Linked DNA regions of Mus musculus: all the other regions are linked to region 7. A link is a contact called in public Hi-C and promoter capture Hi-C data. All regions are on one chromosome and are shown on one strand. Each heading gives the region's core, a stretch centred on a gene start, on an enhancer-like site or on the middle of the called end of the contact. The rest is flanking DNA. Distances are from core to core; before and after follow the strand shown.

Region 1 (2,700 bases), core at 183-2,682, 2.1 Mb before region 7:
GGTGGTATGTGGAGATGACGGCATTGATAGTATTGACCTGACTTTCCTAGGCTGTGCTATTGGAAAGTCTTGAGACTGGATAGATACGGTTAGGATACAGGAGAGAGATTTGGTGGGGATGGAGTGAGGTGGTGATGGGTAGCATTTTGAGACAGTCTAGCTGTCCTAGAACCCACTGTTTAGCCTAGGCTGACTTTAAAAATCACAACAGTTGTCAGTGCTGAGATTATGGACGTGATTCACAATGTCTGGGATTCTCTCTCTCTCCTCATCTTCCCTCTTCCCCTTTGATAGGACCATGATTGCAAACTAAACAAACATAATTTTAAAAAGAAGTTATTTTGCTTACTCACTTTAAAATATCACTAACAGAAAGATACTGCAAGATAAACCACTCACCAGGACCCTGACTCCCATCCTTACCGCCTCACTGCTGCCCTTTCTGCTTCACTGGTCTGCTTACTGGCCCCATTCCAGCCCCGATGGTGACCTGGCTTCGTCTCATCTTTTAGCTCATTGCTTCTTGCCAGTTTCAGGGATTCAGGACCCCTTCTCTGGTGACTTGAGGGGGCTTTTCTCATTATGGCTGTTATATAGGTATATTCTATATCATATATATATATTCATTCTATATGCTAAAGAGGTCAACTGAAATATTCTGTATCATATGCATATATTCATCCTATATGCTAAAGAGGTCGAACTGAATCGTTCATGAAGATGGGCCTCAGTTTAGAGCCTGGTCCTCGGTAAGCCTTCCTATGAGTCAGTTCTACATTGTCTCAAACAAACCAATCAGCATCTAGTGCTGCATCATTTATTCTGACCTGCAGGTGCTGCCATTGTCCCCACAGCTCACTAACAGCAGTGCCTTCTGCTCAGGTGCTGAGAGCATGAAGCTCCTATCAAAGCACGGCCTCCACTCCAGAGTCTCCCAGGACGGACGGGTGCTGTCTCATCCGTGGCTTAGGACTCCCTCTTCCTTGGCTAGTCAACCTGAAAGAGTGTTTATATCCCAGTGTTTTGTAGGGTGGATCTGTGGGGAGACTCCTCATCCCCATATCGTAATGCCTGGCTCTCCGAGAAAGGCTTCTCCTCCATGACTCTGTTGTTAAGCAACAGTAGTTAAAATTCACTTTCCTCCAATTTTTCAATATCCTCTACCTCATGACTTTGCATCTATAGCTAACCCAAGCATTGAAATCTTTCTGAATCTTAAGCTAAAGCATTAATTCCAGAGGAGAACACTGACACATCTACTTGGACAGGTGTCACCCGTATGCACCATCAGAATTGCCTCCCCCAACAGAGCTTGCATCTTTTTTTTTTGGATAATAGATCCTGAGACATAAAATACAGGTAGGATGTTAGTATCTTCCTTCCTCTCATTAAGTTGCATTGATGTGAGGCTCCAGACAGAGAAGCACTGGATTCTGTTTCCATGGCAACTGCTTCACTGCCTAGGGGAAAAACAGGACAGCAATTGAAGTCTGTGCTAATGGCAGTCCTAAAAATAATCAGTAATGTGTTGAAATCAAGTGGAAAGACCCAGGAAATAATAGATAAAATTAAACCTCTGCAATGTGGGGCTGAACAATCAGATGCCAGTTAAATCTCGTTGCAAGTGTCTTGTGCTCCAAGGTGTACAGGGACAGTTGGTGATGAGTGTATTTTGGAGGATAATTGATCATTCTTTTATTGAATCACTCATTCAACTAACTACTAAGTATGCAGGAGCCTTGGGTCAGCAGAAACTCTGACTCTGGACTCTCTTGGTTTTATGTGATCAAGAGACAAGAAAAGCTAAAGTAATTATTGAAGATATCTTGTTTGCTGACCCAGTTGCTATTCTAAAAATTTCCATTGGGTATTTGTGGGGTTGGCCATAGCCAACCCCAGGGACAATTCAAAACAATTTATAGGTTTTATTAGTTTAGTAGAGGCCATGCAGCTAAGGTGGATGCCTGCCTGGTACTTCTATCTGTGGTGACTGAGTTCTGCTCAAAGCTCAGAATCTTGTTTGGTGCTTGGAGAATGTTTATAATCTTTGTTTTATCTGAACATGAAAAGGGATACATTTAATATATGTCACTTCTGGCAGCTACTTTGTGATTAAAGGGAATGAAAACAGCTTTCAGGCAAGGGAAAGCCCAAGGGCATTACAGACATGGGCTGGAGTGATTGGTGGGTGCTTACAAGTATTTGGCTGCTCTTCTACGGGACTCAGGCCCAACTTCCAGCATCCACAGATGCCTCATGGCCATCTGTAGCTTCAGTTCTAGGGGGTTTGACACCCTCTTCTGGAATCTGTTGGCACCAGGCATGCACATGGTACACATAGATACATTCAGGGAAAATGCTTACACACATAAAATAAATCACACGAGAGAGAGAGAGAGAGAGAGAGAGAGAGAGAGAGAGAGAGAGAGAGAGAGAGAGAGAGAGAGAGAGAGGAGAGAGGAGAGAGAGAGAGACAGAGAGAGAGAGAGAGATGGCTTCATATGCTCCATAGTTAGTTACACCGTACTTTTGAGTTTGGTGTATGGGTGGCCCTCCTGACCTAGAGGTTACTCCTTCTAGGGCTTAGTGGAGTGTCTAGGTGGAGGGCATGATGAACACGAGCCAATAACACTATTCTAAACTTGCCTGGCCACCAAGAAAAGCTGTTAGTGGGACTAAACTAGTATGTGGCCCTTTAAT
Region 2 (2,700 bases), core at 164-2,663, 2.3 Mb before region 7:
TCATCATTTAAAAGGTATTTATTATACCCTGTAGTTTACCATATACAAGTTATCATTTACTTCTGAAAATTCATTCTATTATTTGTACAGCTACTAATTTGCTCGAGAACAGTTGGAACCGTGGCCTCTGATTCCCACCAGAGAATTTTAAAAAGGTATAACGTTTATTCCTTTGCTTAAACGAGCATGGTATCTCTCATGACCCATCTGAACATTTAGGCATAAAGACAGAGTTCCAGTAGAAAGCAAAGTCAGAGTCACTGAACACCGGATCAGCCATACACGACATACTTAGCACATTTAGTTGTCACCACTAGAGGTAACACTGAGTAATGAAAATGTAACAAATTAGCGTTTAAAGAAAAGTCACTGACTAGATCCAAGACTGCATCTAAATTAGACTGTAAACTGATGGCTCTCAAAGCATACCATCTTCTGTGGATAATAGATGCTTGGTTTGAATATACACCATATTGTTTAAACAAGTATACAAATACTTGTTTAAAAATCCCACAGCCAAATTAACTTCAGTAAAGATTTATATTAAGCCAGTTACAACAGAATTCAAGATCCTCTAAACTTCTGTTTGAACGAGGGGGTTGTTTTTAAGTAAAAACTTAAAACTATCCTGCAACTGCTTTAAGAAACACCCATAACAGAAACGCCTGGTGTTAACTCTGGATAATGCAGAAAAAATTCCGACTCCAGACATAATTGGTAATATATGAGTTAATACGATATGAGAGCTCAGACTTCAATTAAGATTAGACTATTATGGCTGCAAAGTCAGGTCAGAGCCAAGGCGAAAACCCACACAAGTTTTTCTTTCTTTCCCATTCCTAATAAGGCGGCAGATAATACCTGAGCCTTGAGGTAAAGATTAGGAGCGGCATTTGGGGGAACTCCACCGAGGGGGCAGTGTTGACAATTTTCTCTTCTCATGACCTTTAACCTAGATGATAATTCTGCCAACTGGGGCAACTCCAAGGTCGGTAAGGTAGGGTCGGCCACCAGGCGCTGACAGCATTGACCTTTGCCCTAGTTTAGCCTAAGACAATAGACAAGGAAAGAGATGCTGGCAGTACCCCGGGTGTGGCCCCAGTCTTGTTTTGTCCCAACTTATCCACCTTGCTCCTTCTGTCCCCACCAGGAGTTTCGTCTCACCAGGGCAGGACAGCTTGGTTAGTCGCACCAACATGTTCAAAGTGACCCGGAGACTTGACCAGATACAAAGGAGAGAGGCGTGGGTCTGCGGCTTGCCGAGGGTGCTGGACTTCTAGGCTACGAGGGGCGCCATCACCTGCCAAGAAGCCCCGACTGCTCAGCTTCTGTCAGCGTCTGGGCTCTGCCGACCGCCCTTGCTTCGCGGCGTACCCGCCCCTCTTCTGCTTTGCGCCGGCGCCACAGAGGACACGAAGGCCAGTAAGGTTTCCGGGTCACATACAAGCCAGGAAAAGGCAGAAGACTCCATCTCCCAGTCATCCTCAGCCAGGAACCTAGTGTGCAGAAGAGGCCGACAAGCTCTCGCGTGTGCGCATGCGCCCTAGAAGCATAGCGAGGCTGATTTGCTAGGCATTCTGGGAGTTGTAGTGTTTAGCTCCTGGAGCTGTGCGCAGGAGCCTGGTGACGCCTGGCTTGATATCTGATTGGCTGTCTGGAAAAAATGAGACGTACTTGGGGTCCAGGGCAGAGACAAACGAGAAGATGGGGCGGGACTCCGTGTGGGAGGAGGCGGAGCCTATGGGCTTTGGGCGCGAGCGGTCGAAAGGCAGTTGGTGAGGGTTCGGTTGCTTGATCCGGTCCAGTAGCCCCAGCTCACTCCCATGGCTGACTCTGAGGAGTTTCGGGCTTCTTCGCCGCCGCCGCCGCCTCCCTCATCTCCGTCGTCAGGCGCCTCTTCGTCGTCCCTCAGCATGCCAGTGAGTTTGGGCTGGCGGGATCCGAGCAGGAGTCCCGGTCCAACCGTGGACCCGCTGGAGCAAGTGGAGCTGCAGATCGGAGACGTGAGTGTCGCCGTTGCGGCTGAGAGCTGATTGCAGCTAGGGTGCTCCTGCCTGCGGTTCTTGGAGTTGAGGGCTAGCCTCGGCTCTCTCTTCCCGCATCTTTCTTTCCTTCTCCTTCTGCTAGCGGTCATCCGCAGCCCCGCTGCCAGGATCCTCTCTCCGCCTCCTCCCATCCCTCGGAGCACTTTGGGCGGTCATAGCTTGCCTCCTTGCCCATTGGTGCTTTCTAAGGGACTCGAGCTTGTGCTTCTAGTTGGCCACCAGCCCAGGGCCAGCTGGTGATGCTGTTGTGTGTCGCTTACTTGGCTCTGTGTTGGACTTGAGTGGACCAGGGCTAATCACAGCCGGCAGATGGATTTGATAGGACAGTTTAGAACAGAATCTTGCAATGCAAAAATTCTGTAAAGTTTTTGTTCAATCTCGAATTCCCAGAAATAACTTCCTGACCCCAACACGTATAACGCTGAGGGGTTGGAGGGTCACAGCGGCACTTTATTTATTTATTATTAGGTATTTTCCTCATTTACATTTCCAATGCTATCCCAAAAGTCCCCCATACCCTCTCCCACTCCCCTACCCACCCACTCCCACTTTTTGGCCCTGGCGTTCCCCTGTACTGAGGCATATAGAGTTTGCCAGTCCAATGGGCCGTTCTTTCCATTGAAGGCCGACTAGGCCATCTTTTGATACATATGCA
Region 3 (2,707 bases), core at 184-2,683, 2.3 Mb before region 7:
TCTCCTGGCATGGAATCAACTACTGGCATAACAGGCCTATGCCAAAGCTACTCGTCCTAAATGTACTTTCTTATTCTTTTTTAAAAATTGCATATTTTCTTTATGTACACTTCAAAATGTTATCCCCTTTCCTGGCTTCTCACTCCCAGAAACTCCCTATCCCACCCCCTCCCCCTGCTTCTATGAGGGTGTTCCTCCACCCACCACTCACTCCCACCCTCAATTCCCCTACATTGGGGCATCTATCCAGCCTTCATAGGATCAAGAACCTCTCCTCCCATTGTTGCCTGACAAGGGCATTCTCTGCTATACATGTAGCCGGAGCTATGTGTACTCCTTGGTTGGTGGCTTAGTGCCTGAGAACTCTGTTGGTTGATATTGTTGTTCTTCCTATGGGGTTGCAAACCCCTTCAGCTCCTTCAATTCTTTCCTTAACTCCTCAATTGGGACCCCCAACCCCCTCAGTCCAATGGTTGACTGTGAGCATCCGCCTCTGTATTTGTAAGGCTCTGGCAGGGCCTCTATATACAGCTATATCAGGCTCCTGTCAGCAAGCATTTCTTGGCATCTACAATAGTGTCAGGATTTGGTGACTGTATATGGGATGAATCCTCAGGTGGGACAGTCTCTGGATGGCCACTTTTTAAATTCTTACTGGCATAGCTCAGGCTGGCCTGGAACTCACATAGATCGTCCTGCTTCTACCTCCTCAGTACTGAATAACCACATTCAACTTTAAGTTGTGTATTTTACACCAAGCCCATTAGAAAAAAAAAAAAAAGACAGACTATTATAGGATATCTAGTTTTAACAGAAGTCAAATAAATCCTCTTTTAGATTCTCAACATCAGCGCATTTGGAGCCTTTGCTTTAGACTGGGTCACTTACAACTTAACGGCCAAATGACAATAACATGGCAATAGTAACTGGACATCTGTTATTTATTAGAAGCCACATGTTTATGTCAGGCATTCTGATAAGTAATTTATGTCTTTAATTTCCAAAACGCCTTCCCTAGGTAGGTAGGCATTAAGAAAAAGAAGGCACCAATTAATTTATGTATGTGCGCTTCTGTGTGCATGCTACGACATACTCGTGGAGATCAGATGGCAACTGGGTGATAACATTCTTTCCTTTCACCTTACGGATCCTGGGGATCAGACTCAGGTCGTGCCGCCTAGCCACCATGTCTGCTCAGAGGAGGCATTTTTATCCCCATTTTACAGACGAGTAAACTAAGTTTCGTTGTAGTTACTGGCATTTCGTGGCAGAGTCGAGGCTAGGATGGTTTCCAAATTCTCCACCCAGCGATGCAGCAAACACCAGGGAACGGCGCACACACTAAAAAGAAACCGACGGCCACTACAGCCACCTAAAGAGAAGCATTAGGGGCCAGGCGCAGAAACCGGAAGGTGAAGGCGCCACCGGAAACCAGAGTACAGCTTCCGGCGGTGCGCAGGAAGTAACTCTTCCGCGCGTTGCCAGGTTATAACGTAGAGGGGCAGTAGAGTTTGCTCCGGTCTCGCGCACGAGGTGCTCGTGTCCCGCTGCCCAGTGCCCGCAGTGAAGATGTCCCACGCATCCCCGGCAGCCAAGCCCTCCAACTCCAAGAACCCGCGAGTCTTCTTTGACGTGGACATCGGCGGGGAGCGAGGTGAGCGGCGCGAACGGCTCAGCGGTTCCCTCGCCCGGGGCCTCCCTGCTGCGGTTCTCCTTGGCCCGCTGGCTGTTCGGCGGCTCGGGGCCTGGGATCCGGAGGGGGATAGCAGCCTAGGTCCCAGACGGAGCGAGCCCTGGCCTCCACGAGTCCAGATTGCGCCCTCTCCCTTCCGGTGGAAGTTTCTGGAAATTTCTACTTCTACTTTAGGGATCGTGGCGTCCCTATCGTTTGTCTCTTTTTGATCGCACTTCCCTGCAACCTTTGCATCACTACTTACTATAAAGTGAAATGATTTGACGAGTAGTGGTGGATAGTTCGGTATGCTTCCTGGATATGTGCCTGGGGGGCTCAAGACACGCCACGTGCCTCTTGGTACACGAACTACATTGGGAGCTACCAGATCATTTTCAAATTAGAGTGACTTTCGTGCTTAGTGCTTTTTCCTTATTACTGATTATAGTAGCAGTTTAAGTAGGCGATCGTTTGTGCTGTTTTGGCATCATGGAATTGAGCACTATGTCTGTATGGTTACCTAGGATTCAGAGCTAAGAAGCCCTAAGCCAGTGGCTTAACCGGTGGGTGGAGGAAACTCCTTGGAGGGTGGGTTGTTAAACGACCATTTCACCGAGTTGCATATCAGATATTTTCATTACTAATCGTAACAGTAGCAAACTTACAGTTATGATGAGGAACTATATTAAAGGGTGGAAGCATTAAGAAGGTTGAGAAACACTGTCATAAGCCCTCGTGTTGCTTTGTAACTCAATTGGGCTTTTCTGAAGCATGTTAGAGTTGTAGGCCAGACCTGCTGGGATGGGTACACACACGGGTATATATGCATTCACTTTGTTTTGTAACAGATTTTATTGTTAACTGTCTCTTGGATTCTTGAGAAGGGAACTGTTTCAGAGGTTACAAAAGGCAGTTTCCATAGAACACAGAGTGGACTATGTCTTCTGTTAGTTACTTAGCGATTAGAAATTCTGAGTGCAGGGCCCCTGAGATAGGTCAGCAGGTAAAGGTGTCTGCCACCAACCCTGAATCCCA
Region 4 (2,765 bases), core at 9-2,508, 2.4 Mb before region 7:
AGTATCCCTAGAAGGTCTGAATCGGTGTGAGGTGTTCAGTTTTCTGTTTTGTTTTGTTTTGTTTTATAGTGATGAAAACTTAAATGGCAAATAAAATGTTTTCTCAACTAGTAGTGCTGAGAGACAGTACAGGACCCAGGAGAGCATCTTTGGAAACTTACCACTCAAAAGCAGAATAGTATAGGGATGTTACTGAGAGCCAATTGCTTAGCTCAAAATGCAAGACCAGCCGCCACTTAGAGCTGTGGGTCTTGAGCCAGCTTAACACATGCTAATCCAAAGGTATGTGTTCCGAAGATGAACTATTAAATATCTGCCTCTGCTTTGTTAAATTAGAACCCGAGACGTTTCATAAAAAGCATTTCCCTCCCTTTCCACTCATCATGCGGCATCAGCCTTCTAACTGATGAGGAAATTACACACTTTTATTCATCCGCCGGCGAGCTTGTCATACACTGCAAGAAAGAAGCTGCTTTTTTCGTGGCTTCACCCTTTCCAACTTCAAAATACTGTCACATACTCAGTGGGTTGGAGCTGCCTGCAAAATGACAGCTTACAGGCTCTGGGGCAGGGGAGACGCAGGTGACTCTCCCTCCAGAGACCCTGGAAGGTACACACCGGTCCCAGACGTGCTCAGACACGGGGGCATATGGAGAAATTTTGTGGGGCACCTGAGGAAAGAGGGCAGAGGATGGCGCAGGGCTCCCACCTGGGGAGACCTGGAGAGCAAGGAAGGAGGACGGCGCTGAGGTTCCACCCAGAAGGAGCAGTAGAAAAGGGACAGGGCGGTTCGCGGCTCTGAGACCCTGAAAGAAGTGGAAAGAGGAGCCCAACCTGGGAGAACCCGGCGAGGGAGGGAAGAGGATGCTGCTGGGTCCCACCCAGAAAGAGGGGCGAGAGAGGCGTGGGGTCCCACCCGGGAGGACCGGGACAGAGGAGAGTGAGAGACTGGGGTCTTTCCCAGGAGGATCTGGGAAGAAGGGACAGGGTGGCGCGGGGTCCCGCCCAGGAGGAGGGGACAGGGTGGCGCGGGGGTCCGGTCTCCATGCAGCCCGCCTGAGGCCTCCCTCCCGCTCGCACGCGCTCACCTGAAGGCCGGCTCCTCCTTGGGCGGCCGGGCCTGGGCAGACGCTGCGCCGCCGCCCCTTTTGTTGAAGAGCTTCTGGAGCAGGGTCGGGGCCATGGCGTGCACGCGGCGGCCCGGGCGGGCGGCCACGCTCCGGGACCCGACGGCTCAGCGCGCAGCCCACGGCGGCCGCGGCGGGGCCATGGCGACGGGGGCGCGGCCGCCCGGAGGGGCGCGAGCGCGGGACCGCTGCAGCGGACGGAAGGTGCGGCGCCGCGGCCGCCGGCCGGTCATATGACGGAGCCGGCCCGCCCGGCTGACAGCTCGCTCCCGCGGGAGGAGGAGCGCGGAGAGGGCAGCACGAGGGAGAGGGAGGAGCACGGGAAGAAGAGGAGGGAGAGCATGAGGGAGGGGAGGAGCACGAGGATGGCAGGGAGGGGGGTGCACGAGCGAGGGGGAGGAGCGCCGGGAGGAGGGAGGAGGAGCGTCAGAAGGCAGCACGAGGGACTGGGAGGAGCAAGAGGGACTGGGAGGAGCGCAGGCGATGAAGAGTGGAACGTGTTGGGAGGAATACAAGGGAGTGGGAGAGAGGAGTGGGCGATGGAGGAGGAGCGCCAGGGAAGCGGAGAGTGGAGCCGGGAGAGGCTCGTAGGGAGGAGTGGGGCGGGGCGTGTGGGGGGAGGGGGAGGAGCATAGAGGCCTAACGTCTCCATTGGCCAGCTTTACCCGCCCTGCGCCGACATCACTAGGGGTACGCCCGGAGTTATCACTCGCCGGGCTCTTACTGGGGCTAGAGAGTTGGGCGGGGTGCACGAGTCTTCACACACTTGACCTACTGAGCTCCAGAGCACAACTATGGAGGTTTTTGTTCTTTGGAAAGAAAAGCCCTTGAACTTGGTCCTCATTTTATCGGGTCCAGGACTCCCTAGCAGAAAACGTGGCCTGAGCTGGAGAAGCAACTTTAGTGCCTGACGTTGCTGCTGGGGATTCTGGCCCCTGCTGCATTTGAGGTCCCAGCAAGCAACTGCCGGAACCAGAGTAAATCAGCAGGCTCAATTTTGAATTTACAAACAGTTTATTCAGGTCACCGGGTTTTGTTTTGGTTTTTTTTGTTTTTTGGGGTTTTTTTGGGTTTTTTGGTGTGTTGGTTCCCACTGGTACATAAGTCACACAAAAGCTGTGCATGTACTAAGCCCATATGTGCGTGCGTTAAGCCCACATATACACACAAATGATTGCTTTCCTAGTTCGTGTTCACATTGGGCACATAAAAAAAAAAAAAAAAAACTCAATAGATTCTTTGATTTAGGGAAGCTGAGTGTGTGCTTAGACTCATTTGCCTGTGCTTTCACGCCTCAGACCCCCTGAGAATTTATTGTGCTGTGGTGCAAGACGTTAAAGAACCTGCGGTTATGAAGAGTCTGACCACATTCAAAACAGTTTATTAATCTGTTTTGCGGCCTAGAGCTCTAACGTGGTTCAGATGGTAGGTAGTAGAGCTAGAGTTAGTTACTTTTGAGTTCCACTCTGACTCCAGCAAATTTGAGGACGGTGAACAAATGACCCACCAAGATTTCTTAGACTTGATCAAAGGAAAGTTAAGGATGGAGAAACATGGCTCAGCAGTTACAAACATAAGCTGCGTTTGCACGGGACTGGAGATCTCTTCCCAGCAAGTGGATCAGAAAGCTCACAACCA
Region 5 (2,894 bases), core at 161-2,660, 2.6 Mb before region 7:
TCTAGTCTCTCGCCCATTAAATAATCATCATCAGAGATGGGCAGCACTTGGATTTGGACAGATGGCATCCCATCCCCAGACAAGCAAAGCAACTTTTGTCAAGTATCGGATCCTCGCTGTTTTTGCTGGCCCCAAGGATCTGTAGATCTTCTTTGCCTGCAGGGTTGGCAAGCAGGATCGCCTGTAGTCGCCATCCCAACATTTAGGAATCTACGTCATGTAGCCAGTAAGCAACGGAAATCAAACCACATTTTTTATAACACTCCTCCCTCGCTAATCCAATCTAAGAAAAATCAAATCTAACCCACCAGCTATCCCTCCGTTTAAAAATAAAAAAAAAAACCTGAGGATAAACAATTGTATAAACGTTAACCACTCATCTAATTTTGACCATATTGTGCAAACCGAAAGAATCTGCCCTGCGAAGAAGACGGAGTCGAATACGCCTGTTCTGCACTTACATCTACAATTGGAATGAAAAGCGCTGGCCTGTCAACTTTTTCCTTTCGATGGATAACAACATTCCTCTTTCAAGAAAGTAAAGTAGTAACTAAAGACAGGCTTTCACTTTACAAGGCCCACCTAGGCCAGTCAGTTCATCGCACAACCCTGCAAGTTCCTGCTTACAGCTCATTAAACACCCCTAAACTCTAAAGATGGGATACATGCAAGAGAGTAACTGAGCCTGCAGTCAGGGTGACAAGAGTACCCGGCCGAGAGGAGCTGAGACCTGACCCCAAGACTCAACCCCAAGGAGTGTGGCCGGAGAAAGGCATACCCTATAGACAACTAGTCCCGCAAAGGCGCAGGCAAGGTCAGCTACGGGGAGCGCAACGAAAAGGACAGCAGAGGAGAGGGCAGCAATCGCAGAACAGTCTGAAAAGAATGCCCTTGGAAGTTGGGGCAGGGAAGGTCCTGGATGGGGGAAATGGGATGCTTCCCCAGCAGAGGAGTGCCGGGGCACTGGAAGGGCGCAGTCTGCAGACACCAACCCCACGGCGGGTGGCGGCGCGTCTCACCTGGGGGGTCCTCTCGGCGGGGTTCTTCATCACCGCTTGGCGGAAGCTATTATCCACGTAGGACGCCATCTCCCCCTGCGGGGCGCACCGGGTCCGCTCCACACACTCGCCGGCCTCCCGGCCCAGCGCCACTGCCCGAGGCAAACCAGCCCAGGCGCGGGGCCGGGGCGCAGACAGCACGAAAGGTCCGTGCAGCCCGGAGCTGCCCTCCTCCTCCTCGCGGCTTGCTGTCCGTAGACTCGGACTCAGCGACTGCCCGGCAGCGCTCCCGATCGGTCGCGGATCGCGCTGGCCCCGGCGGGCCGAGTTATTTTTAGGGAGGTGCAAGCGACGGCGGGCGGAGCCTCTCCGGCGGGGCCCTGGCTCTACCCGCTCCGGCCGCGCTCGCTCTGACGCGTCCCGGGTCCTCGCGCGCCGGTCGAGAGGGAGGGCCGCGCGCTGAGCCTGGTGAGCCCGGCTCAGGTCTGGGAGCCACCGAGCCCGCTGGCCTCGGCCGCCGTGGCCGCGCCGCGCCTCCGTCTACTGTCGGCCGCGCCTCCCGACTGCTGCTGCATCCCCGCGGGCCGCGCAGCTCCAGCCGCCCGCCCCCATCGGCGCCTGAGCGCGGCTGCTCCCCGCGCGGCCCCCGCGCTCTAGGCAACTTTGTGCGTCGTCCGTGCGGCGGGCGGGCGCGGCGGGCCAGACACGGGTCCCCGGCGGGCGCGAGGCCGAGAGCGGAGCGCGCAGCCCCGCCAAGCGTCTGCTGAACGGCGACCGCCTCCTCTTCCCCGCCTCTTCCTTCTCCTGCGCCTCGGCGGCCGCCGGAGCCACTCTTCAGGGAGGAAGCGGCCTCCGGGGCTTGTTGCTTTGTGCTGCAACCATGGTGAGGAGTGAGTGACGGGCCGGGGGCCAGTCGGAGGCCGCCGCATCATCGGGGGCGGAGCGCCCCGTGGCGCCGGCCCGCCCCATCGCTGGCCTGGCGGGGCCGCGCCCTCGCTGAGAGCCGCGTTCTGCCGGGGCCAGGTGCGGTGGGAGCCAGGACAGCCGGGGCTGTTGCGATCGTTGATCCCATAGCTGAGCGGCCGCACCCCGACTCTCTGGCCTAGACCCCACATCCCAGGCCTTGCGGCACGTCTCCCGCCTCTTCCCGGGCTGGAAGCTGACCCCACCCGGGAGAGGTCCCTGTGAGGACTCGGCTGCAGTGGCAGGTCTTCCCAAAGCTTAGGGCTGACTGGGATTTTGCTTCGGTGGCAACATTAACCATCCTTGGATTCTGTTTATTTGTAGTGACTGCAAGGACAACGTTGCTCTCCTACCTTCCGCGCTCACTGACATCTAAACCCTTAAATGACTCCTGCGTTAGTCAGGTAGGAATGTGGCTTTCCAACTCCAGACCTGGTATCACATCGGACAAGAAAACACCAGGTCAGCCCGTTGTAATCTAGAGGCCAAGACAGCAAGTTCTCTGACATAATCAAGAATGAATAATCCTAGGTCGGACTTTGCCTTCCACTGGGCAGAGCACCTTCTCAGGATCGCGAGTTTCCAATCCAGACTTGCCCGGTACAAAGCCCATATTAGTGTGTTAAGATGTCCCTGCTCTTGGGAGTTCATCCCTTCCTGACCAGGCTTGAGGTGTGCAGCGTCAGCCTCAAAGAAGATTGCAGTGTTTGAAGTCTGTGTGGAGACTAAAGACAATTGTTATTCAAACTTAAAAACCTTTTTTTCAAGCATATTTTTCGATATCCAGTTTATTATTGTAAGCAATTGGGACAGGCTGTCAGCTAGTAGGGGAGGAAGTCCTTAAATTCGCCAGCACAGCGCTAAACGGATTGCATAACTTCCAAAAAGAAAGGATCTGCGGGGGCCAAAATTTAGAGAACTGAGTCTAAGTTA
Region 6 (2,901 bases), core at 106-2,605, 2.1 Mb before region 7:
TGAGGTAGATTATTTTACAGAAAAGAAGGCTCCACTAAGGGGTATTGATGGGCAGCCACAGGTTTCAGCCTGAATTGGATGAATAATTAGTAGTGCTAATTAGAGCGCATGACCTCATTTGACTGCTGAATCAACTCCAGTCAGTTATTGCCTTAGATAAACGATGTTCGTTTACAGCACACGGCTCCAGAGCATTTCCAAAAGCACATGATCTAATTCCCTGTGAACCAACAATCCCAGACTGCCATAAGGAAGAGTCCATCTCGCGTTAAATCAGTGACATTTCTGTGGTAAAGAGAAGCATCATTACTTTACTGAACATGTATCCCCAACCCTTTTTTCGCACAAACCTAGCCCCAAATTATTCCTCTAAAAATCTTATTTTCAGTCTAGGTTGGTAGCAAGCTAACTTCCGGCACTCAGAAGGCAGAAGCAGGAAGATCTTTGAGATCATCGCCTGCTTGGTTTACATAGCTAGTTCCAGACCATCCAGGACAACACTAGTGTGACCCTGTCTTTAAAAAAGCAAGCAAGCAAACAAAATCCATTATTATTATTATTATTATTATTATTATTATATTTTTTAATAATACGGCATGCTCGGCAAACGCTCTGCTCAGCTATACCCGAACCCCGTTTTTACTTTGTTTGATTTGAGACAGTCTCGCCAAGCTTTTCTAGGCAGACTTTAAACTCGCTTCAGAGCTCAGTCAAGCTTTAAACTTGTGCTAGATCCCTCCCATTCATTTAAAATTTTTTCAAGTTTTAGTTAGACAATAGGACCATAAATATCACGTGGGTCAGGTAGCACGTGACCTGCCCACACGCGTTTACCTTAGACAGATTACCAACCAGGCAGCAGCTATCGAAATAGTTCGTATTTCTCCAAGGTAAAAGCTTTCAACATTCCGTGGAAAAGTCTCAAGTCCAAGGATTCTAAGGTTTACGTGTTAAGTATCCACTTAATATTTTATTAAGCTACATTCATTCTTTCTAAAAAATTTACTACTTTCGTTTCATTACTGGTATATCTGCTTTTTCTCCCGACTACTTTAAAGTTTTAAGCAGCTCCTCCCCTGCGTTTAAGATAGTGCCGGCGCTCGATCAATGCCGCCTGCTCTAGTTTAAAGATTTCATTTCTGGTTTCCTTTAATTTCCTCCAATCTGAGTGCAGCTTCGCCTGTCTCTGGGCTGACGTCACGAGTGCTGGCACTTACTTGCTCTGCGAGTTTTCCCGAGGAGCTGAAGGTTGCAGGGCGGCTCTCAGACCCAGGGGCACCTTAGACTCAGGTGACCTGGTGGGGTCTCACTGCGCTGACTCTTCCCTGGACGCGTGCGGACTTCCTGCCGGAATCTGAAGGGAGACCGGAGTCCCTCCCAGGCGGAGGCTCAGGACACCCTCCCAGCGGAGGGCTGGAGCTCAGTCAGGTGACTAAGGAGTCCTCAGGCCCTCTGTCAGTCAGCGAGTTAACTAGAGAGTGTCGTGCCCCCCCCCCCCCCCCCCCTTTAAAGAAGAGCTCGTTCAGTGAGTAGCAAGTCACCTTCTGCTAAACACCACACCTTTAATTGTGCAGTTTGTGGATGAGACAAAGCCGGAGCTACCTCACACAGTTACAAAATAAATGCTCATTCCATCCCGGTTTGCCTTTGTTGTTAGGCAATCTCTCCTAATTTGCACTCCCAACTCTCATTCCCCCTTTTTAAAGTTGAGACAGCTTATTCCGAAGTTGCCTAGACTGGCTTAACGCTCACTCCACAGCCCAAGTAGACTCTGTGATCCTCCTGCCTCAGCCTCCCATGTAGCTGGAATCATGAGCTTAGACAAATGTAAACAATTAATGTGTGCTACTGTAATGTGAACTAAATGCCTTTGTGGCTTGCTGGCACATTTCAGTAGACAAGGGAGGTGGCTTTATACAAATCCATACACTGGAGTTGCGGAAAATAAAGCTTGGCCCGGGAGGTAATTTCTTTGAAAATAGCTTCCAGGAAGCTTTCCTGTGAAACCAGGCTGTGCATCACGTTCCAGAGCAGTAGCTGTATCCCACCCCACCTAAAGAGCTGTAAGAATCAAGAGCAATGGACAGGAGTGCAGGCTTCGGACATCCGATTGAGATTCAGAGGTAAAAGCAACCACTAGCATATGATGTAGATTTACCTGCCTCTTCTGTAGCTGAAAACCACGTGTGTGTGTGTGTGTGTGTGTGACTGTGTGCGTGCGCGTGTGTGTGTATGTGTGCGCGCACGTCCATATGTGTGTCTGTGTGTGCGCTCGTGTGTGTGTGTGTGTGTGTGTGTGTGTGTGTTTGTGTGTGTGTGTGTTCATCTCTCTCTGTCTCCCTCTCTCCCTCTCTCCCTCTCTCTCTCTCTCTCTCTCTCTCTCTCTCTCTCTCTCTGTGCATGTGTTCGTGTGAGTGTGTGTGTGTGACTGTGTGCGTGTGTGTGTGCGTGCATGTGTGTGTATGTGTGCGCGCGCGTCCATATGTGTCTGTGTGCGCGCTCTTGTGTGTGTGTGTGTGTGTGTGTGTGTGTGTGTGTGTGTGTGTGACAGACCTCTCCTAGACAGCAAGGCTGTCTCTCTAGGCCGGATACTAGCACAGCAGAAGACACAGATGTGAACTTCAAGAAGAGGAAGTGCTAGGTCCTGGCCTAGTCTGAGTTTGAGGCAGGCAGGCCTCTTGGAGTGGATTAAGCTGACACCATCCACTATCTGGTCATGTGAGATTCACAAGAAAGAGAAGAAAAGTGGAGACGTTAGGAGATAAGGTTTCTTGAAAGGAAGCCTTGCTTTTCAACTCTACATCCATCAGAGAACTGCACTGGGAGGCAGAGTATCATGAAGAAAGAAAGAAGGTCATTTTCTTAAGAGAAATGATTAATTTAGTGATTGAAAAAATCGAG
Region 7 (2,770 bases), core at 229-2,728:
CAAGTGGCCCTTCGTTGTAGCCTACTCATCTCTATGCATTCTCTCCTGTTATTACTAAACTGAAGTTATTTTTCTGATGATAATTTATGTCTTTTGACAATCCTTTGAGTTAGAACATTTATGCAGGATAACTGCTGTGATCAAAAGAAAGTTTATTTGGACTAAATTTAATAAGTTTATATCAACAAACATTTACTGATTGAATACCCACTATATGTTGTTGGTGCATAAGAGACTAAAGAAATGAAATTGTCGCTCCCACGAAGCTGGCATTACAGAAAAGTGCTATGGATCAAAAGGCTACAGACTGAACACCAGAGGCAATGGGGGCAGTATTAGAAGAATAGGGTGGAGAGGGGGAGAAGGTTAGGGTTTTAAGTAGGGCAGTCGGGGTAGGTAGGCCTGGGAGTGAAGGAACAAGAAAATAAACACTATGGTTATTCAGATATACGCCAGGTTGGAAGCTAAGAAACAAAAGATGCAGGACATTCCGATTTCTGGGAACCTGGTTACAGTTTGTCCACAAAGGATCTGCTTTTGGACAATAGAGAAGGGGTAAAAAAGAAACACAGAGTAAAGACTCATTCTAAGACAATAATTTGCATTTTGTGTACATAGGCCCTTCTGAGAAGCAGCTGGCTGTCTTCTCCCAAGGGTAACCAGCGATTTGTGATATTTGGTCTCAGATCTTAAATCACTCAGTCTCCTTAAAGGAGAGCTCTGAGGCAGTGTACTGGAAACCTCTTTAGCTGAGATGTGAGTGAGCAGACATATTGACTGGTTTGAACATGTTCCCCTTTTCCTTTTACACTCTGTATACCGGCACCATGGTAAAAGGAAACAAGATTTTTAAAAATTACGTCAGTTAATTATAGCTGGGGATAGAAAGTGAGGTGGATGGATTATGAAGTAAGCTAAGCAAGAAGAAAACAACATAATAAAATAATAAGAAAAATTAAAGCAACCTTAACAGTGAAACAAAGAAAAGCACAGGACGTGCTCAGCATATAATGAAGTGTTTAGGATTACTTAGCTAAATTTCATTACAAACTTCGGAAGCGGGTGCAGCTTTCTACAAGTGGAGAAATGGCCACAAGATATTGTGCAGTTCTGTGCAGCAACAATTTTGTCAAGTATTTATACGCATCCATAGAGAGAAGTGTGTAAATTCGCATACACTATACGTCCCCATACAACCTGCTGAGTTCAATTTACACACACTCAGTGAACACATATTCAATTTAAACAGCAGGAAGTAAAATGAAGGGCTGAATCTCAGACAGCAGGAAACACAATAGTTTGTATCTTCATACTGTTGTGTAAGTCAGGTTTTGCTCTCTTTCTTATTAAGTAAGAGGGAAATCCCAGATGCCCAATAACAGCACAAAAGCTCAATAATAATCCCAAGAAGCACCAAACAAACAAAACAGCTGGGACCCCAGCAGCTTTCTGCTTCTGGGCGTGCACAGGACACAGGCAGTGGGCGGAGCCAAGAAACCGAAAGAGAAAGCGGGCCGGGCACAGTGGACCTCGGGCACCGGGATGAAGCCGCAGTTGGTGAACCTCTTGCTACTGTGTTGCTGCTGTCTCGGCCGCCACGGGGTCGCCGGGACCTGGTCTTGGAGCCACCAGCGGGAGGCCGCCGCCTTGCGGGTACCAAGCTCCCTCCCTCTACTGCCCCGGGGCTCCTAGGGAGGGACCCAAGCTCCAAGCGCGCATTTCCCCAGTAGAACTGCCTCCTAAAAGTTTGATTCCCCAGGGCAAGGATTTCTGTGCTATATCCCAAAGCACCAAAAGATGTCCAAAGCAAAGCTAAGGGGAAGAAGTATCCTGAATCCTAAAGCCTTTCCCACACCAAACCTGTCGCATAGAAAGCCGCCTGCAGGGGGCACTGGCTCTCTCCTCCTATAACTGGAAGTTAATGATTTCTCAGTCCTGGAACTGTCTACCACCATCAAGTTCTCTCTGACTTGGTGGAGACTGATGTAGAACAGGAGACATTTCACTGCCTTAAATTCGGATTTCTTTTTTTAAAGTTTTCATAATAATCCTTCAATTGCTCTCCAACCTTAAAATTCTGAAATGGACAAGTTAGCTGACCACGGATAGATTTTCCCAGTAACCAGGGGAACTGACCGAAATGCAGATTCACAGTTGGCCTCAGTTGCTATACTTAATGCTCTCTGAAAGGTTTTTAAATCTGAAAAAAAAAAAAAGAAAAAGAAAAGAAAAAAGAAAATGCCATCACGATTTTATTAGAGGAGGACTCACCTGTTCGACTCAGTGTCTATCTGAATTCAGGAATGCTGCTCTTAGGCCATTTAACTAGTGTTTACTGATGTTTTCTGAAATTTCCATAGAACCCCATAGCTCTGCCCCGTTCTCCTTGTCCTCTTTGGCCTGAGAAGTTCCAGTATTCATTCAGTCCGGCCTTCTTTGGCTTCAGCTACCCTTGTGTTGTACTCAAATCAAAATGCTGTGCTTTAGTTCTCCTTTTTGTTACTTTTGAGCTCATTTCTTGTTACCAGTCTATTTCTCAGTGTCCTTGGCCTGTGTGTTACTGAGACCTGTCCTTGATTTCCAATAGGGTGAGGTAGTCAGTGTCACAGGTTGTTGATAAGGTGTTTATTGGCCAACTAGTTTTTTTTTTTCTAATCTTGAGTATTGAAAGCTAACAATGTAATGTATAATTTTTTTTCTCCTTACTGAAATAAAGCAAGGTTGCCAAGAAAAGCAACTTAAAGAAAGTGAAAAAGGGTCTACTTTGGCT

The links. Promoter capture Hi-C pulls out the DNA fragments that hold promoters and counts their contacts. Hi-C and Micro-C count contacts between places; a contact is called where the count stands out from the background.
Region 1: a Hi-C map of cortical neurons shows a contact between it and region 7, with 2.4 times the contacts expected there. The contact joins the enhancer-like site here to the promoter of Ctso in region 7. A contact is called at or near these places in 22 of 39 promoter capture datasets (the 3T3-L1 cell line, 3T3-L1-derived adipocytes, the C10 cell line and 13 more), 2 of 15 datasets of contacts at CTCF or cohesin (large pre-B cells and pro-B cells), 31 of 484 Hi-C or Micro-C datasets (the AtT-20 cell line, B cells, CD8 T cells and 22 more), 4 of 115 datasets of contacts at active chromatin or transcription factors (bone marrow-derived dendritic cells, differentiating embryonic stem cells, extraembryonic endoderm stem cells and 1 more) and 1 of 9 other capture datasets (macrophages).
Region 2: a promoter capture Hi-C map of pre-B cells shows a contact between it and region 7. The contact joins the promoter of Etfdh here to the promoter of Ctso in region 7. A contact is called at or near these places in 7 of 39 promoter capture datasets (the C10 cell line, hippocampal neurons, liver and 2 more), 2 of 484 Hi-C or Micro-C datasets (B cells and CD4 T cells), 4 of 115 datasets of contacts at active chromatin or transcription factors (astrocytes, forebrain, large pre-B cells and 1 more) and 2 of 9 other capture datasets (adipose tissue and liver).
Region 3: a contact with region 7 is called in a promoter capture Hi-C map of pre-B cells. The contact joins the promoter of Ppid here to the promoter of Ctso in region 7. A contact is called at or near these places in 5 of 39 promoter capture datasets (the C10 cell line, hippocampal neurons, liver and 1 more), 2 of 484 Hi-C or Micro-C datasets (B cells and CD4 T cells), 1 of 115 datasets of contacts at active chromatin or transcription factors (pro-B cells) and 2 of 9 other capture datasets (adipose tissue and liver).
Region 4: a promoter capture Hi-C map of pre-B cells shows a contact between it and region 7. The contact joins the promoter of Fnip2 here to the promoter of Ctso in region 7. A contact is called at or near these places in 3 of 39 promoter capture datasets (the C10 cell line, liver and pre-B cells) and 1 of 115 datasets of contacts at active chromatin or transcription factors (astrocytes).
Region 5: a promoter capture Hi-C map of pre-B cells shows a contact between it and region 7. The contact joins the promoter of 6430573P05Rik here to the promoter of Ctso in region 7. A contact is called at or near these places in 3 of 39 promoter capture datasets (the C10 cell line, liver and pre-B cells), 1 of 115 datasets of contacts at active chromatin or transcription factors (astrocytes) and 1 of 9 other capture datasets (liver).
Region 6: a contact with region 7 is called in a promoter capture Hi-C map of liver, with 5 times the contacts expected there. The contact joins the promoter of Tmem144 here to the promoter of Ctso in region 7. A contact is called at or near these places in 23 of 39 promoter capture datasets (the 3T3-L1 cell line, 3T3-L1-derived adipocytes, the C10 cell line and 14 more), 2 of 15 datasets of contacts at CTCF or cohesin (large pre-B cells and pro-B cells), 25 of 484 Hi-C or Micro-C datasets (the AML12 cell line, B cells, CD4 T cells and 20 more), 7 of 115 datasets of contacts at active chromatin or transcription factors (differentiating embryonic stem cells, extraembryonic endoderm stem cells, hepatocytes and 4 more) and 2 of 9 other capture datasets (adipose tissue and liver).

What each region holds. Positions count from the first base shown.
Region 1 is chr3:79,865,844-79,868,543 of GRCm38.p6, forward strand. The region is part of intron 1 of Gm36569 (a long non-coding RNA gene); the gene reads right to left. Among named protein-coding and RNA genes, the nearest start is that of Gm40073, 14 kb to the left of the region's middle. Within about 2 kb of position 1,433, at least 36 of the 459 cell types and tissues checked have an H3K27ac peak or open chromatin away from gene starts, as enhancers often do. A contact at or near this core is called in cortical neurons, where this site is marked.
Region 2 is chr3:79,627,354-79,630,053 of GRCm38.p6, forward strand. Etfdh (electron transferring flavoprotein, dehydrogenase) reads right to left here and starts at 1,414. Exons shown (of 13, transcript NM_025794.2): 1 at 1,165-1,414. The coding sequence starts at 1,198. It overlaps 4930579G24Rik (RIKEN cDNA 4930579G24 gene), which reads left to right and starts at 1,726. Exons shown (of 2, transcript NM_029482.1): 1 at 1,726-2,003. The coding sequence starts at 1,824.
Region 3 is chr3:79,589,904-79,592,610 of GRCm38.p6, forward strand. Ppid (peptidylprolyl isomerase D (cyclophilin D)) reads left to right here and starts at 1,434. Exons shown (of 10, transcript NM_026352.4): 1 at 1,434-1,654. The coding sequence starts at 1,570.
Region 4 is chr3:79,566,421-79,569,185 of GRCm38.p6, forward strand. It overlaps Fnip2 (folliculin interacting protein 2), which reads right to left and starts at 1,259. Exons shown (of 17, transcript NM_001162999.2): 1 at 1,089-1,259. The coding sequence starts at 1,183. 4930589L23Rik (RIKEN cDNA 4930589L23 gene) reads left to right here and starts at 1,772. Exons shown (of 2, transcript NR_152118.1): 1 at 1,772-2,765.
Region 5 is chr3:79,285,445-79,288,338 of GRCm38.p6, forward strand. 6430573P05Rik (RIKEN cDNA 6430573P05 gene) reads left to right here and starts at 1,411. Exons shown (of 2, transcript NR_165170.1): 1 at 1,411-2,365. It also overlaps a transcript of Rapgef2 not described here.
Region 6 is chr3:79,841,554-79,844,454 of GRCm38.p6, forward strand. It overlaps Tmem144 (transmembrane protein 144), which reads right to left and starts at 1,356. Exons shown (of 12, transcript NM_001379543.1): 1 at 1,218-1,356.
Region 7 is chr3:81,931,123-81,933,892 of GRCm38.p6, forward strand. Ctso (cathepsin O) reads left to right here and starts at 1,479. Exons shown (of 8, transcript NM_177662.3): 1 at 1,479-1,653. The coding sequence starts at 1,543.